Regions from separate parts of the Mus musculus genome. Here regions 2, 3 and 4 are each linked to region 1. A link is a contact called in public ChIA-PET and HiChIP or PLAC-seq data. All regions are on one chromosome and are shown on one strand. The core of a region is the stretch at or near the end of the contact, and the rest is flanking DNA. Distances in the headings are between cores, read along the strand shown.

Evidence for each region. ChIA-PET counts read pairs in DNA pulled down with a chosen protein or histone mark. HiChIP or PLAC-seq counts read pairs in DNA pulled down with a chosen protein or histone mark.
Region 2: a contact with region 1 is called in an H3K27ac HiChIP or PLAC-seq map of bone marrow-derived dendritic cells, with 2.8 times the contacts expected there. The contact joins two enhancer-like sites. A contact is called at or near these places in 2 of 115 datasets of contacts at active chromatin or transcription factors (bone marrow-derived dendritic cells and embryonic stem cells) and 2 of 9 other capture datasets (liver and pancreatic islet).
Region 3: an RNA polymerase II ChIA-PET map of memory CD8 T cells shows a contact between it and region 1, with 44 read pairs. The contact joins two enhancer-like sites. A contact is called at or near these places in 6 of 39 promoter capture datasets (the 3T3-L1 cell line, cranial neural crest, hippocampal neurons and 2 more), 1 of 15 datasets of contacts at CTCF or cohesin (the NIH/3T3 cell line), 7 of 484 Hi-C or Micro-C datasets (the C10 cell line, the G1E-ER4 cell line, LSK cells and 4 more) and 13 of 115 datasets of contacts at active chromatin or transcription factors (the 230-238 cell line, acute myeloid leukemia, bone marrow-derived dendritic cells and 10 more).
Region 4: a contact with region 1 is called in an H3K27ac HiChIP or PLAC-seq map of large pre-B cells, with 2.2 times the contacts expected there. The contact joins two enhancer-like sites. A contact is called at or near these places in 1 of 39 promoter capture datasets (cranial neural crest), 1 of 484 Hi-C or Micro-C datasets (bone marrow-derived macrophages), 2 of 115 datasets of contacts at active chromatin or transcription factors (CD8 T cells and large pre-B cells) and 1 of 9 other capture datasets (adipose tissue).

What each region holds. Positions count from the first base shown.
Region 1 is chr14:72,601,107-72,604,454 of GRCm38.p6, reverse strand. All of the region lies in intron 3 of Fndc3a (fibronectin type III domain containing 3A), which reads left to right. Among named protein-coding and RNA genes, the nearest start is that of Fndc3a, 110 kb to the left of the region's middle. Within about 2 kb of position 1,339, at least 368 of the 459 cell types and tissues checked have an H3K27ac peak or open chromatin away from gene starts, as enhancers often do. A contact at or near this core is called in the G1E-ER4 cell line, acute myeloid leukemia, bone marrow-derived dendritic cells and 10 more, where this site is marked.
Region 2 is chr14:73,171,130-73,174,234 of GRCm38.p6, reverse strand. It overlaps Rcbtb2 (regulator of chromosome condensation (RCC1) and BTB (POZ) domain containing protein 2), which reads right to left. Exons shown (of 15, transcript NM_001170694.1): 11 at 322-512. Among named protein-coding and RNA genes, the nearest start is that of Gm52109, 6.2 kb to the right of the region's middle. Within about 2 kb of position 1,849, at least 72 of the 459 cell types and tissues checked have an H3K27ac peak or open chromatin away from gene starts, as enhancers often do. A contact at or near this core is called in bone marrow-derived dendritic cells and liver, where this site is marked.
Region 3 is chr14:73,115,425-73,118,483 of GRCm38.p6, reverse strand. No RefSeq gene overlaps it. Among named protein-coding and RNA genes, the nearest start is that of Gm35388, 14 kb to the right of the region's middle. Within about 2 kb of position 1,338, at least 152 of the 459 cell types and tissues checked have an H3K27ac peak or open chromatin away from gene starts, as enhancers often do. A contact at or near this core is called in the G1E-ER4 cell line, acute myeloid leukemia, bone marrow-derived macrophages and 9 more, where this site is marked.
Region 4 is chr14:73,208,904-73,212,172 of GRCm38.p6, reverse strand. Rb1 (RB transcriptional corepressor 1) reads left to right here. Exons shown (of 27, transcript NM_009029.3): 20 at 424-569. Among named protein-coding and RNA genes, the nearest start is that of Mir687, 3.7 kb to the right of the region's middle. Within about 2 kb of position 1,777, at least 11 of the 459 cell types and tissues checked have an H3K27ac peak or open chromatin away from gene starts, as enhancers often do.

The DNA of each region.
Region 1 (3,348 bases), core at 90-2,589:
GTCAAAATAGCATAGGAGGGCAGAGTGGCGCAGTGAGAGAGAACAGGGAAGTAAGCGCCCATCCCACAGCCTCAGGGGAAATGCATTCATAATGGAATAAAAGGTCAGCTATTACCCTTTTCCACTTTAAACCAGTGTCTCTTCTCCTCTGGCCTCTGACTTGCTTTTATTGAGTCAAGTTGCCAGGGGTGTGTCCTGCCAGGTTTTTTTTTTTTTTTTTTTTTTTTTTTTCTTCTTCAGGAAAGACACTGGGCCTTTAAATAGGGCCTGGCCTTTAACATGTGATTATATGAAGCAACCCTGCCTTTGCCTATGTACCCTCAAGTTACTTATCTGCTCCTGCCTCAGCTTCTCTAGTAATGATACCTCAGTTTGCGTTAACAAGTAGGACACTCCACATGGTTCGTCTCACTGTGTAATCTTTAGTTTTGAGAGTCAGCGATCATACTTTTACTTACAATAACTATCAGTTACTGAGAGGTCCTAAACAGTGTATTTCATGTACTAGTTTGTCTAACTTGATTCTGCAACAGTGCTTTGAGGTTGATCATTTTAACCTTTCCACAGGAGACAGAGCCCAATAGTAGTACATTTGCCATGCTAGTAAGTATCGGAGCTCATTTTAACTTTTAGTATCACCTAGTACCCAAATCCATCTTCCCCACTGTGGTGCGTGTCACAGATCCCAGCCATTGCTTGTGTATGTAAGCAGTTGATAAAGTTCCTCTGAACTTATATGCCCTCTTAAGTAATTTACGGGGCGTATTTTTTTTCCAAAAGAATAAGTTTTCACCTCAATTAACTGAGTATTTTTCACATTCCTGCTTTAAGAATACTATCCACCAAGGATCTTTCCTTAATGTCAAGAGTAAGTTCTATTTTTAAAATAATCACTAAAAACAAAGTACACTGACTATAAAAGCAGAAGCCTTCATTAGCTTTTAAGGAAAAACAAAACAAGCCTGAAATATATTCCACCTGTAAGGAACTTGTCATTTAATTCTATTGTGTGGGCAATTCTCTGTGTGTTATAGGCATAGCTTGAGTATCGAGCATGAAATGATCACAAACTATACACTCATATTTTGGATCAAGGCTTTGAATTCATTTTACCCCAATCTTTCTATGTGAAAAAGCAGCAGGCTGCGTTAGTCAAACCGCGAACACAAAGAGGATGGTTTTCCATCGCGTGCCTATCCACCAGGTTCTTTTGATTAGGGTTTACTTTGGCTCTTAAGGCAGAACGCGTTGCAGTCAGGAAAGCAGCTGAAGAAGCCTTTAAGTGTTTTGTTTCAGTAGCGCCCCAGCGTACCCTCTGCGCTGTTTCCTCTCCCGGTCTTTCCCGGTTCACTGCGGGTCATGTGATACCGGTCACGTGACTCGGTCAAAGGATCTTTTCCTCTTACCAGCTTTGAGGAAAAAAAAAAAAAAGCGAAACTGTTCTCCAATTAAAGCTGCTAACGTGTACTACGCCGTTTCCTTGTTGGGTTTTCTTGTTCGCTGGCTGCTGCTCCTGTAGAAACAAAATGAGTGGTAAGATTTGCTGATTTTGAACATTCGCTTTTATTTGAAAACATAGGAAGCTTTTGTATTAACCTAAAGCCGTGTTGTGTGTTTTTAGTGCCAAATCTGTTCGCTTTAGAAATACTACATATTGTTATGTGGTTATGAAAATTGTAGACTCTATGAGCTAGAGTGATTTTAAATCTCATAGCATGCCCCATTCTGGCTGGCCTCTTGATTTTTTTCGTCTTTTCTCTTTTAAGACTGATCAGAAAATTGGCATCAGGTAATTTGGAAGCCATTGTGTGCGGCAGGAGTCAGCAGTCAGCAGTCCGTTGTTTATTTAATTTTAAATGCTTAGACAAATCTGTAGTTTTGGGTTTTTTCTAAAAGAAATAAAGAAAAAATTGAATATGAATGGTAGATTAAGAAAGACGATAGGTTTAGTTTATGTTAGGTAAAATGAACTAGGTATAAATCATTGATGGTACCTTTAAGAATTGGGATGGGAAGTTTTTCATATTTAAGGCAAATGACAAACAGAATTGTACCCACTTTTGCAGATTTTAAAAATAAGTAGGCCCTTAACAGTAATGTAATCACTCTGCTTTGGGGTAGCTTTTGCCTAAAGCTTGTCAATTCTGAAGGAGCTGTTAGGTGTAGCTACAGTTGTTCAGGTACAGCTTTCTTGTGCCAGGTGGACATGTTATGTACTCCTATAACAGGTTTGCTTCTTCCCTGGACACAGTCTGCTTTGCTGCATACAAATTTAAGACAGTTTGCAGTTAATTTTCTAGAACTTTCTGAGTTAGAAAGTACTGTTGGACCTGAGAGGTAGTCAGGCATTGTGTCAGTGAGTGTCCAGGGTTTAGAGTTTGATGCAGGACAAGCAACATGGTGCTGCCAGCATTGTGGATCTGAATATCAGTACTTGTGTTTACTGTCTATGTATTGGGGGTGTGGCAGGTTTGTGTTCAGTGTTGAATATATCCCACCATTATTTTAGATAAATGTACATAGCACTGATAAATTATCTTTTTAAAATCTAACTGTGTGGCATTTCTGCCTCCGAACTAGAAAATTTACTTAAGTAGTCAAAGTGATCACGTCATAAAGGAGTCCTTTGTGAAACTAAATGATGACTTGTTCCAGCAGCTATCAAAGTAAACTGTGAGCTGAGTCCAGTGGCACATGTCTGTAATCCTAGCATTGTGGAGGCTGAGATGGGAGTGTGGGTGCATCGCCTGAAAGTTACTGCTCTAATAGCCACAGAGAAACAGAACACCGGGTTTAGTTGTTCTGCTTTGAAGATGCCTGTCTGCTTTCTTTCATTTCCACATCATCTTCATCAATCTCTGTCTGGCATTAATGACTTGACACAAGGTTCAGCATGGCAGTGGGTGCAAAGAGCCTGCAGTCTAAGCTTAGTACATAGAGCTCAGTAAAGTTTCCTTGACTAAGTAAACAAATGCAATTTTCAATAAAATCTCTAGTTCTCAGCCAATTTCCACATTTTATAAATAATATCTAGGGCGGATCTTACAATTTAGAAGGCTAGTTTACTGGTTTATGTGAATTAGTTAATGAATAAAGTGACCATTAGTGTACAACTGTTCCCCTTTCTCCAGAGAGCAGAAATGTATTTTGAATGAAGCCTTTCTAAATAGAGATTTTAAAGAGGATCTCACAAATGCTGTTTAGCAAATTAATAGGTAGCATTTACTTAAATTTAGAATTGTGGTCCTGCTTTCTGTTATGTTTTTCAAGGAAATAAAAACAAAGGTAGACTTAATTTCCTTAAAGACAAGATCTAATGACTCATGGCAGTTACTGACAGTGAGAAGC
Region 2 (3,105 bases), core at 600-3,099, 570 kb before region 1:
TTGAACATTCATTGTAAACTTGCCAAAGCCAAAAATGTTCCCAACTGTTTCACTAACTGAATCAGATTTAAGATGTCCGAATGTCTAGACTGTTTCTAGATATATTTTTTATCTGAAAGACAGCTTTCAGATTGAAAGCAATCAAATCAAATTACCTCTAATTAGTATTGTGTTAGTTTCCAATAGTTTTAGTTCCCCTCCCCAAGGGCTCCCAGAAAGAGGTTCATTAGATCCTGTACCCAAGTCCTAAGGTCGCACAGCAAAAGTACCTTCCTCTTCCTCGTTCTCAGAACTGTCCCAAGAGGGAAAGGACAAGCTTACCCACGGAGAGAAGGCGCCAGGTGACAGCCGGGGTGGCGAAGCAGGCAAACACGTCATCGGTGCAGCAGAAGTGAGTGTGGTGTGGAAGGATCACCGACTGGCCCCGGCACTGGCCCCACATGTACACGTGCCCACCTTGTGTCTTGGCAGCAGATGTGTGGGCAGAGTGACAGGCTGCAATCTCTATGATTCTAAATTCACAAGCAAATGCCACAGAGGCACATTAACAGGAGGACAAGAGCTGGCCTCTCCTTCCCCGAGTGCACTTGACTCAGACTGTGCCGACTAACTAGCTGACAGAGGTGGATAGGCCCAAGGAACAGAAAGAACAAAGCAAGACTTGGACAACTCACTTCCTAAACTTTCAGCCACCAAATGCTGGAACCATACTTTGGTGGCATTTATAACATGAGGATCTATTGATTACCAGTAGGTCTTAAAAATATATGCCATCTTACTTTGAGTTAAAAATGCAATGTTTAAGCTGGGCGTGGTGGCGCATGCCTTTAATCCCAGCACTTGGGAGGCAGAGGCAGGCAGATTTCTGAGTTCGAGGCCAGCCTGGTCTACAGAGTGAGTTTCAGGACTACACAGGGCTACACAGAGAAACCCTGTCTAGAAAAACAAACAAACAAACAAACAAACAAACATGCAATGTTTAACCCTTAAAAGCATTACTAACTAGATAAAGACATGGATCATCTTACCTGGGTCAATGCATAAAATCTCAAGGTAGGATGGGGTTCTATACATAAACTAGCTCAGCAGGAAAACTGCCCTGGGCTTGTCCCTGTCACCAAAACCAAACCATCAGGTACTTTACAAGGAGAGGGCTGAAAAGTCACCCTGGCTTCTGCTCTGTACAATGAACTCAATAGTTTGTTGTTTTAATGCCAGAGAGCAACCCTGGGACTTCTGCATGCTGACAGAATCTACTGAAGGGATTCCAGGCCTCCTGCATGCCAAGAGGATGCCTTACCCTGCTGGCTCCTGGCCTTCTGCACACTAAAAGGATGCGATATACTGAGTGGATCCCCATATGTGCTGGGCACAGTGTCTGGTACAGCAATCAGCACAGCAGGGCCTCCACTCTATGCTGCTCCTGCAAATCAGAACTTCCTGCTCTCTCTCTTCACGTCTATAATTGGGCAATCTCATGCCACAAGATGAAGTGGGCTAAGCCAAAGAAGGGTGTAAACAGAAGGAATGAAAGAAATAAGCAGAAACAGAGACTGTCAGTCGGTTCAACGAAACCGCAGGGAAATGAGTGACCAGCTGAGTGACCCTTTCTGTGTAAGGATTAAAACAGGGAACTTCAGTGTCACGCGATTTCAATAGGCCTGTTTGGGAAGTGTGGCTAGTGGACTAATCCTGATCCCTGAGGTTGGATAAATAACTCGTTTTCAGATCCATGACTGGAAATGTAGCATAAAAGATTCCACTTTGACTTTTAGCCTCATGGGTCAGGGCAAAGCCAGGACGTCTGGCAGTTTGGTTAACTCATCGCTGCACAGCTTTTAGTGAAATGCCTCTTACACAAGATTGTATTTGGGTCATGCACTTGGGTTGGCAGACCTTGTCTAATCTCTCCTAACGTTTGTGTGGTTGGATCAAGGAACTGACTCCCACAGCTGGTGCTCTGTGGAATGGCCCTGCACAATGAGAAAATGGCCCAAACGATCTGGTTTTCTAAGTATATGCTTTTCAGCAGATATGGAAACAGCCAATAAAATCCATCTACTAGAAGGAAAATGTGCCCACTGCTCCCACCTCACAGAAGACATAAGGGCCTCAGTGGCGGTCATCAGAGCATCCTGGTTTGGGCACAACACTAGCTCTGAGGCAAAAGTAGTCTGTATAAGCCATATCATTTATACTCTTATTATCAGTTTTATTATTTTGGTTTGGTTTGGTTTTTTTGAGACAGGGTTTCTCTGTGTAGCCCTGGTTGTCCTGGAACTTACTCTGTAGACCAGGCTGGCTTTGAACTCAGAAACCTGCCTGTCTCTGCCTCCGCCTCCGCCTCTGCCTCCCAAGTGCTGGGTTTAAAGGCATGTGCCACCACTGCCTGGCTTTATTGTATTTTTAAGGGGAAAAAAAAAACTCAAGGTAGGGAGAGAAAAATGCATAACTTATAGACAGGGTACAGGCTACCAAGCAGCCACTGTCCCAGAGGCAATGAAATGAGGTAGTCCCAAAGACTGAGGCATCAAGGGCAGCTTGTTCCATGACTAACATTATTCAAACAGGTGCTGCAGGGGCCAGACTGGGAGCTCGGCTTCCACCTGGAGAGAAGCAGCAAATGAGAGTATAGCAGTCTACCAGCTCTGCTGGGTAAGACAGCAGACCTGGGAGCTACTGGGACTGACAGACTTTGGATTTGTCAGAGGAGCACAGAGCCTGTGAGGCAGAGGAAAACCTATAGCCAAGCTACAGGCAGAGAGGCATAGTAAGACAGGAAAGAGGCACTGATAGGAGCTTCTATCTGGAACAGACAACTCAGTGTAGGGGCAAGTAAGCCATGGGCTTTGCTAGGAACCATGCTGTCTCTTACAACAAAGGCCCATGAGCGCAGTGTTGAGCTGATGTGACAGGTAAGTGGGAGAGAGCTCTGGACAAGGAGGTGAGGTAAGAAGACAGTGTTCTAAGGATAATGTGCATGACAGACAGCTGGGAGCTAGCTGGGAGGACCCAGGGCAGGACACTGCTTCAGCTAAGCCCCATCTTCAGGGTAACCTGGATGAACAGCCAAGGAGGAGTCAGACTCGGCCCTGCAATGAGAGC
Region 3 (3,059 bases), core at 89-2,588, 510 kb before region 1:
TGGCATCGGTGGATTCTAGAACTACATAATGAGGCTGTGATTTAGCAACTACAATGGATTTATACACAAAGGTCTCTCAGCTAGAGATGCGTGTCATCATGGCTGGCTTACCAAAAGGGCACAGGCCTCTCCAGATGTGGCTCCCTGATTTTCGATTTGCAGCGCCCAGAACTGAAAAACCTAGATGAATCCTCTCTTTTCAAATCAAATTCATGGGTGTTCATACCAACAGAAAACAGCCTGAAGGGAGGAGGTTAGGGTGGAGTGACATGGAGTGAACACATGACTGGCCTTTGCTGATTCTGAAATGCAGGCAAGAAAACACACTATCTTCCAGGGCTTTCTGGCCCTGCAGACACCTTGATTTTAGCCTATGAACTCCAATATGCCCTCATTTCACAAAAGAGGACAAGAGCCCCAAGACTCACTCTGACTCTGCCCTAATTCATACAAGTTGGTGACCTATCTCAAATCCATCAGGACAGTGAAGACTAGGGGTTCATAAATGCAGCGTTCGGATTTGTGAAGTCTGGGCTGGGATCTGGCTCCCTGCTTTTCCAACGTGCTGGCAGACAAAGCCTGGAGCCCAGGGTTCAGATTCCTGCTTCCATCTTGGGATCTGACAATCTAGAAAAGCCAGGGACATCTGATGGGATTCCACAAGGAGGCAGTAGGGATCCAATGTGTGTAAGTCTTTGGAGAATGGGATTTATTGTCTCACAGGACAAGGCAAGATAATAAAGGCATAATTCTCTATGTTTCCTGTGAGGCAGATATCACCAAAATGGGATAGGTTTCTTGTGCTTCAGGCTGCCCTGTAACCTGCTCTGTATCCAGGTGGCCTTGAATTTATATTCCTGCTGTTTCAGCCTCCCAGGCTATGGAACGTCAGACCAGCACCATCATGGCCAGGCGGCTATGTGATTAATATTTGTAGCTGAAAAGGCATCTTAAACTTGCCAGCATATGTCTGCCATTGCATACAGCACAGAGATCAAAACACCATGGTTCTTTATTTTCAACTTTGAGAGAGAGAGAGAGAGAGAGAGAGAGAGAGAGAGAGAGAGAGAGAGAGAGAGATTAATGTGATTGTGGGAGAAAACATTAGTCTTTAATTTCAACCCCAAGTTTTATGTATTTCCTTTTAGAAAAAAATAATAATGCGCTTATCTTTGAGAAACGTCTCTGAAATCTTGACAATGCGGGGGCTCCTGGGTGACCCCGCCTCTCCTCTGGCCTCAAAACTCCTCCTTCGGGCGCTGCAAACTCAGAACCAGGATGCCGCCTGCCCACCAACTGCAGCTGTGGTTTCCTCAGTCTTTGTTTTGGAAAAAAAAATATGCTGCCCTACTTCTCTGTCCTTGTAGAACGTACATCTGTTTCTGGCTACCAGAGCCACCTGCAGGCTAAGAGTCTTCTGGTTTCATTTTTGAAGCAGCTCCCTGGCACGCAAGTGAGGAGTATCAGTGCTCAGACACATGACTGCAGGAAGGGAGCAAATGCTGGACTGTTCTCTGTGACTCTACCTTTTAAAAAGCTTTTCTCTGCTCCCATCTCCCCTTCCTTCTCCCTCTATCTGTCTTCCCTTCTCTCCCTCTTTCCCTCATCTCTCTCAATTTATTTTCATTTTAGACAGGGTTTCCTTTATGGCCCAGACTGGCCTTAAGCTTTCTTTTTGTAAAAAACAAAAAAAAAATTGGTTATTTTACTTATATACATTTCAAATGTTATCCCCCTTCCTGGTTTCCCCTCTGTAAACCCCCCTATCCCCTCCCCGTCCCCCTGTTTCTATGAGGGTGCTCACCCACCCACTCCCACTTCATCACCCTAGCATCCCCTTATGCTAGGGCATTAAGCCTGCACAGGACCAAGGGCTTCCCCTCCCATCGATGTAAGATAAGGCCTTCCTCTGCTACTTATGCAGCTGGAGCCATGAGCCCCATCATGTGTATTCTTTGGTTGGTGGTTTAGTCCCTGGGAGATCTTGGGGGCTGGGGGGGGTGTCTGGTTGGTTAATATTGTTGTTCTTCCTATGGGGCTGCAAACCCCTTCAGCTCCTTCAGTCCTTCCCCTAATCCTCCATTGGGGTCTCCGTGCTTAGTCTGATGGTTGGCTGCAAACATCTGCTCTGGCAGAGCCTCTCAGGAGACATCCTGCCCCAGCCTCCTAAGTGCTGAGATTATAGGCATTTATGCAACTATGTCTCTCTTGTAGTGGCTCAAATATGGTCCCCAGCCCCAACGGTGTTTATATAGAAGGGATTTTTAAAGTATTTTCTTTTCTTCATGTGTATGCATAGATGTGTGTGTGTGCGTGTGCGTGTGCGTGTGCGTGTGTGTGTGCGTGTGCGTGTGTGTGTGTGTGTGTGTGTGTGTGTGGCAGGTACAAGTTTATGTGCATGCATGCATGTGAAGACCAGAAAACCTGTCACGCTTCCACTAGTTCTCAGGCAGCTGCTCACCTTAGGTTTATTTTAAATTTTAAATTTTTTAAAATTTTTGCCGTTTTTGTTATTATTTTGTTTTGTTTTTGAGACAGGTTTCTCTGTATAGCTCTGGTTGTCCCGAAACTCATCTGTAGATCAGCCTGGCTTGGAACTCAGAGATCCACCTACCTCTGCCTTCCAAATGCTGGGATTAAGGGTGTGTGCCAACCATACCCAACTCACCTTATTTTGCTTTTGTTTCCTTTCTCTTTAAAAATGACATAAGGTCTCTCACTGGCCAGGAACTTAACAAGTCCTTCAGGCTGGCTAGCCAACAAACCCCTGGAATGTGTCCATTTCTTCCTTCCCATGGCTGGGATTAAACCCACACCATCATGCACTGGAGTTTTACGTGGGTCCTGGGGAGGGAGGTTGATTGAACTCAGATTCTCATGTTTGCAAGGCAAGCACTTTATCAACTGAACTATCTTTGCAGCCCTAAAGCATTTCTAAGATAACTTTTCTGCAAACTCCCTCAGCTCTGGTGTTTGCCTGTAAAGGTCATGATGATGCTGTTGGTAGACAACAAGTGGATGAGCTGTCTGGATCAGCGACAGCAGCACTGGGGTATCTT
Region 4 (3,269 bases), core at 528-3,027, 610 kb before region 1:
GGCTGGCCTCGAACTCAGAAATCCGCCTGCCTCTGCCTCCCAAGTGCTGGGATTAAAGGCGTGTGCCACCACCATCCTCCCGGCTCTAAAATTGTTAATGGAAATTTCCAACACCTATGCTGAATAATTACCGACAGAACCAAAGGAAATCGTATTTTGTCTGTCTGATTTCACAAGATCATATGACCTTTCCCTTCTGCCTTGGTTTCATAATTTAATAGCTAATTCAGCAAGTATTACTGAGCCTTGTGTATGGAATGCTGCTAATACTAGGGGTCATTTATTTAAGGAAAACAGCCTTGGAGGTTAGGCTATTGTTTAAATGCTACTTACAATAGTATAAAGGAATTTAATGTTTCAAAAAAAAATCCCCTCATAATTGAGAATGGACAGTAAGCAGGCCCTTTCACCTTCTGTCTGCAGTGTACCGTCTAGCATATCTCCGACTAAATACACTCTGTGCACGCCTTCTGTCTGACCACCCAGAGCTAGAGCACATCATCTGGACTCTGTTTCAGCATACATTGCAAAATGAGTATGAGCTCATGAGAGACCGACATTTGGACCAGGTAAGAAAAGCAGTCACTTCCCCATCGTTTCTTCCTGCTCATAGTTGACTGTGTGCTATATATCACATTCAAGTGACCATCTACATTAGCTTAGTAGTATATATTACCATACATTGTATAACATACATAGAGTTCCTTGTTGAATACCATTTATATTTTTTATATAGCTTTTACAAATTAGAGGTATATATTTTAATAACTATTTAATGACACAAACATTTAACCTTTTCTGTATTGTGATAAGCTAGATTTCATTTTACTGTGGAAATGACATGAGCCAGAGACCAGCCAGCTATCTAACCAGGAGATATGGTGTATGCCTGTAATCACAACTATTCTTGAGAGGCTGACTCACAAATTTGAGGACTTGCCAGCACTACATGTTAAGTTCAAGACCACTCTGGCCACTTAGTGAGACTCTGTCTCAAAATTCAATAATAAAAAAGCTGGTGTTGTAGTTCAGTGGTGAAGCATTTGCCTGTCATACACAGAGCACTGGTGCTCTGATCCTAGTAACAAAAAATGATTTACAGCCGGGTGGTGGTGGTGCACGCCTTTAATCCCAGCACTCGGGAGGCAGAGACAGGCGGATTTCTGAGTTCGAGGCCAGCCTGGTCTACAAAGTGAGTTCCAGGACAACCAGGGCTACACAGAGAAACCCTGTCTTGAAACAAACAAACAAACAAACAAACAAAAACAACAACAACAAAAAAAGATTTACAAAGAATCAGAGACTCCAAAACAGGAATGTGGGGAGGGGAAGGAAAGTGGGGCTTATAAACAGAATAATTCCTCCTAGCTTCCTTTTTCTTCTTAAAGGGGATAAAAAACATTTAGAGGAGTGTGTGCAGTTTATCAAAGCATACATTTTTAAATGTATAGTTCAGTGATTTAGTATATTTGTAGAGTTGTAAAACTACTAACACAATCTATTTTATTTAAACCATTTTCTCACACCAAAGAGAAACTCTGTTGTCTCTAAGAGTCCTCAACAACATAAATCTACTTTCTTTTTCTGTAGATTTGTCGAATCTGAACATTTTATGTAAATAGAATCATATGTAATTTCATATTTAGGGTGTGTGTGTGTGTGTGTGTGTGCGCGCGCGCGCACGTGTGTGCAGGTGTGCAGGGTAGGGTCCTGACTGAGTTCTATGACCTTGCAAATCCTAGGCAAATGTTCTTCCACTGAACTTCGTCCCCAGCCTTGAGTGTGGATGGCTTCTTTATAGAGCACAGGTTCAAGGTTCATCTGTGTTGTAGTTTCTGTCACATACTACATTATGTTTATAATTCATCAGTTGATAGAAACTGGATTATTTCTTCTTTGATGTATTATGAATAATGTCAATATTCATATATAAGGTTTGTAAAACATGTTTTTATTTTTCTATGTATATGTAAGTAAAATTTCTGGGTCATATGTTAAATCTTTAACCTTTTTGAGAAATGGCAGGGATATTTTCTAAAATGGCTTTACCAATTTATGTTTTATTTTTAAAGATTTATTATTTTTAAGTGTGTGTGGGAGGGTGTTTCTATGTGTAGGTACATGCATGTTTACAGTATCTGTGAAGGCCAGAGACATTGGGTCCCCTGGGGCTGGATCATAGGCATATGTAGCTGGTAGCTAATGATAGCGAACATCTGCTTTAGAGAAGTGTGTGTTAAAATCCTTTCTGAAAAGACAGCAAGAGTCTTCCTCACTGAGCGTGGCGGTGTGCAAACAGACCTCAAACTCACAGAGCTCTGCCTAAGTCTGCCCCTCAGTTCTGGAATTAAAGGCACAGCCACCACAACAGGCGGCAATGATTTAAAAAAAAAATATGTTCTGTATATATCTTTTTCTATGAAATATGTGTTTTGAAAATGTTTTATCCTCTGAGAAACTTCAGGTCATCTTTGGTTTGTTTTTTGTTTTGTTTTTTGCTTCTTTTTTTTTTGTTGTTGTTGGTGGTGATGGTTGGTTGTTTTGGCTACTGGTATTTTGATGTATGAACAAAAACATTGTCAAGTTTGGAGGCATCAAGACCTCATTTTTCCCAAGAGCTTTGTGCTCTTAGTTTTCTGTTTCAGTTTCAATCCACTTTGACTTAGTTTTGCAAGAGGGCAGGGGAGGACTTCTCCCTCCAGTTGTTCCAGCACAGGAGCCCCACCCCCCTCTTTCCTCTCACTCTTTCTCCTTGGTGTGAATCCAGGGCCTCTTACTTTGTGGCAAACACTTCACTGAGCTATGCCCATTCCCACACCATCTCTTGAAATGCATCCTTTTTTTTTATTATTATTCTTTTTCTTTTTCTCTGTTGACAGCTGTTGAAAGTCTATTGATTTTTTTTTTTTTTTAGTGTACACATGTTTATTCCTGAGACTCATTTCCAGTCTGTTATCTATGTAGCTATTTTGGTGAGAATACACTGTCTTAGTTACTATAGCATTCCAATTTTTTGGAATAAAGAGACACAATTGTACTTTGTTCTTTTTGCAAGATCAATTTAACTGTCCTGAAACTTAAATTTCCATGTGAGTTTTAGGACTGACTTGTCATTTTCTCTGAAGATTTTGAAAGAAAGTTCACGGGCTAATGTGTCAGTTTGGGGGATGTCACATGTAGCATGAAGTCTTCAATCCATACGGAGGATGCGGCTCCTTCCCATCCTTCCAGGCTTTAATTTCTTTCAATAATAGTTTATAGTTTTCAGA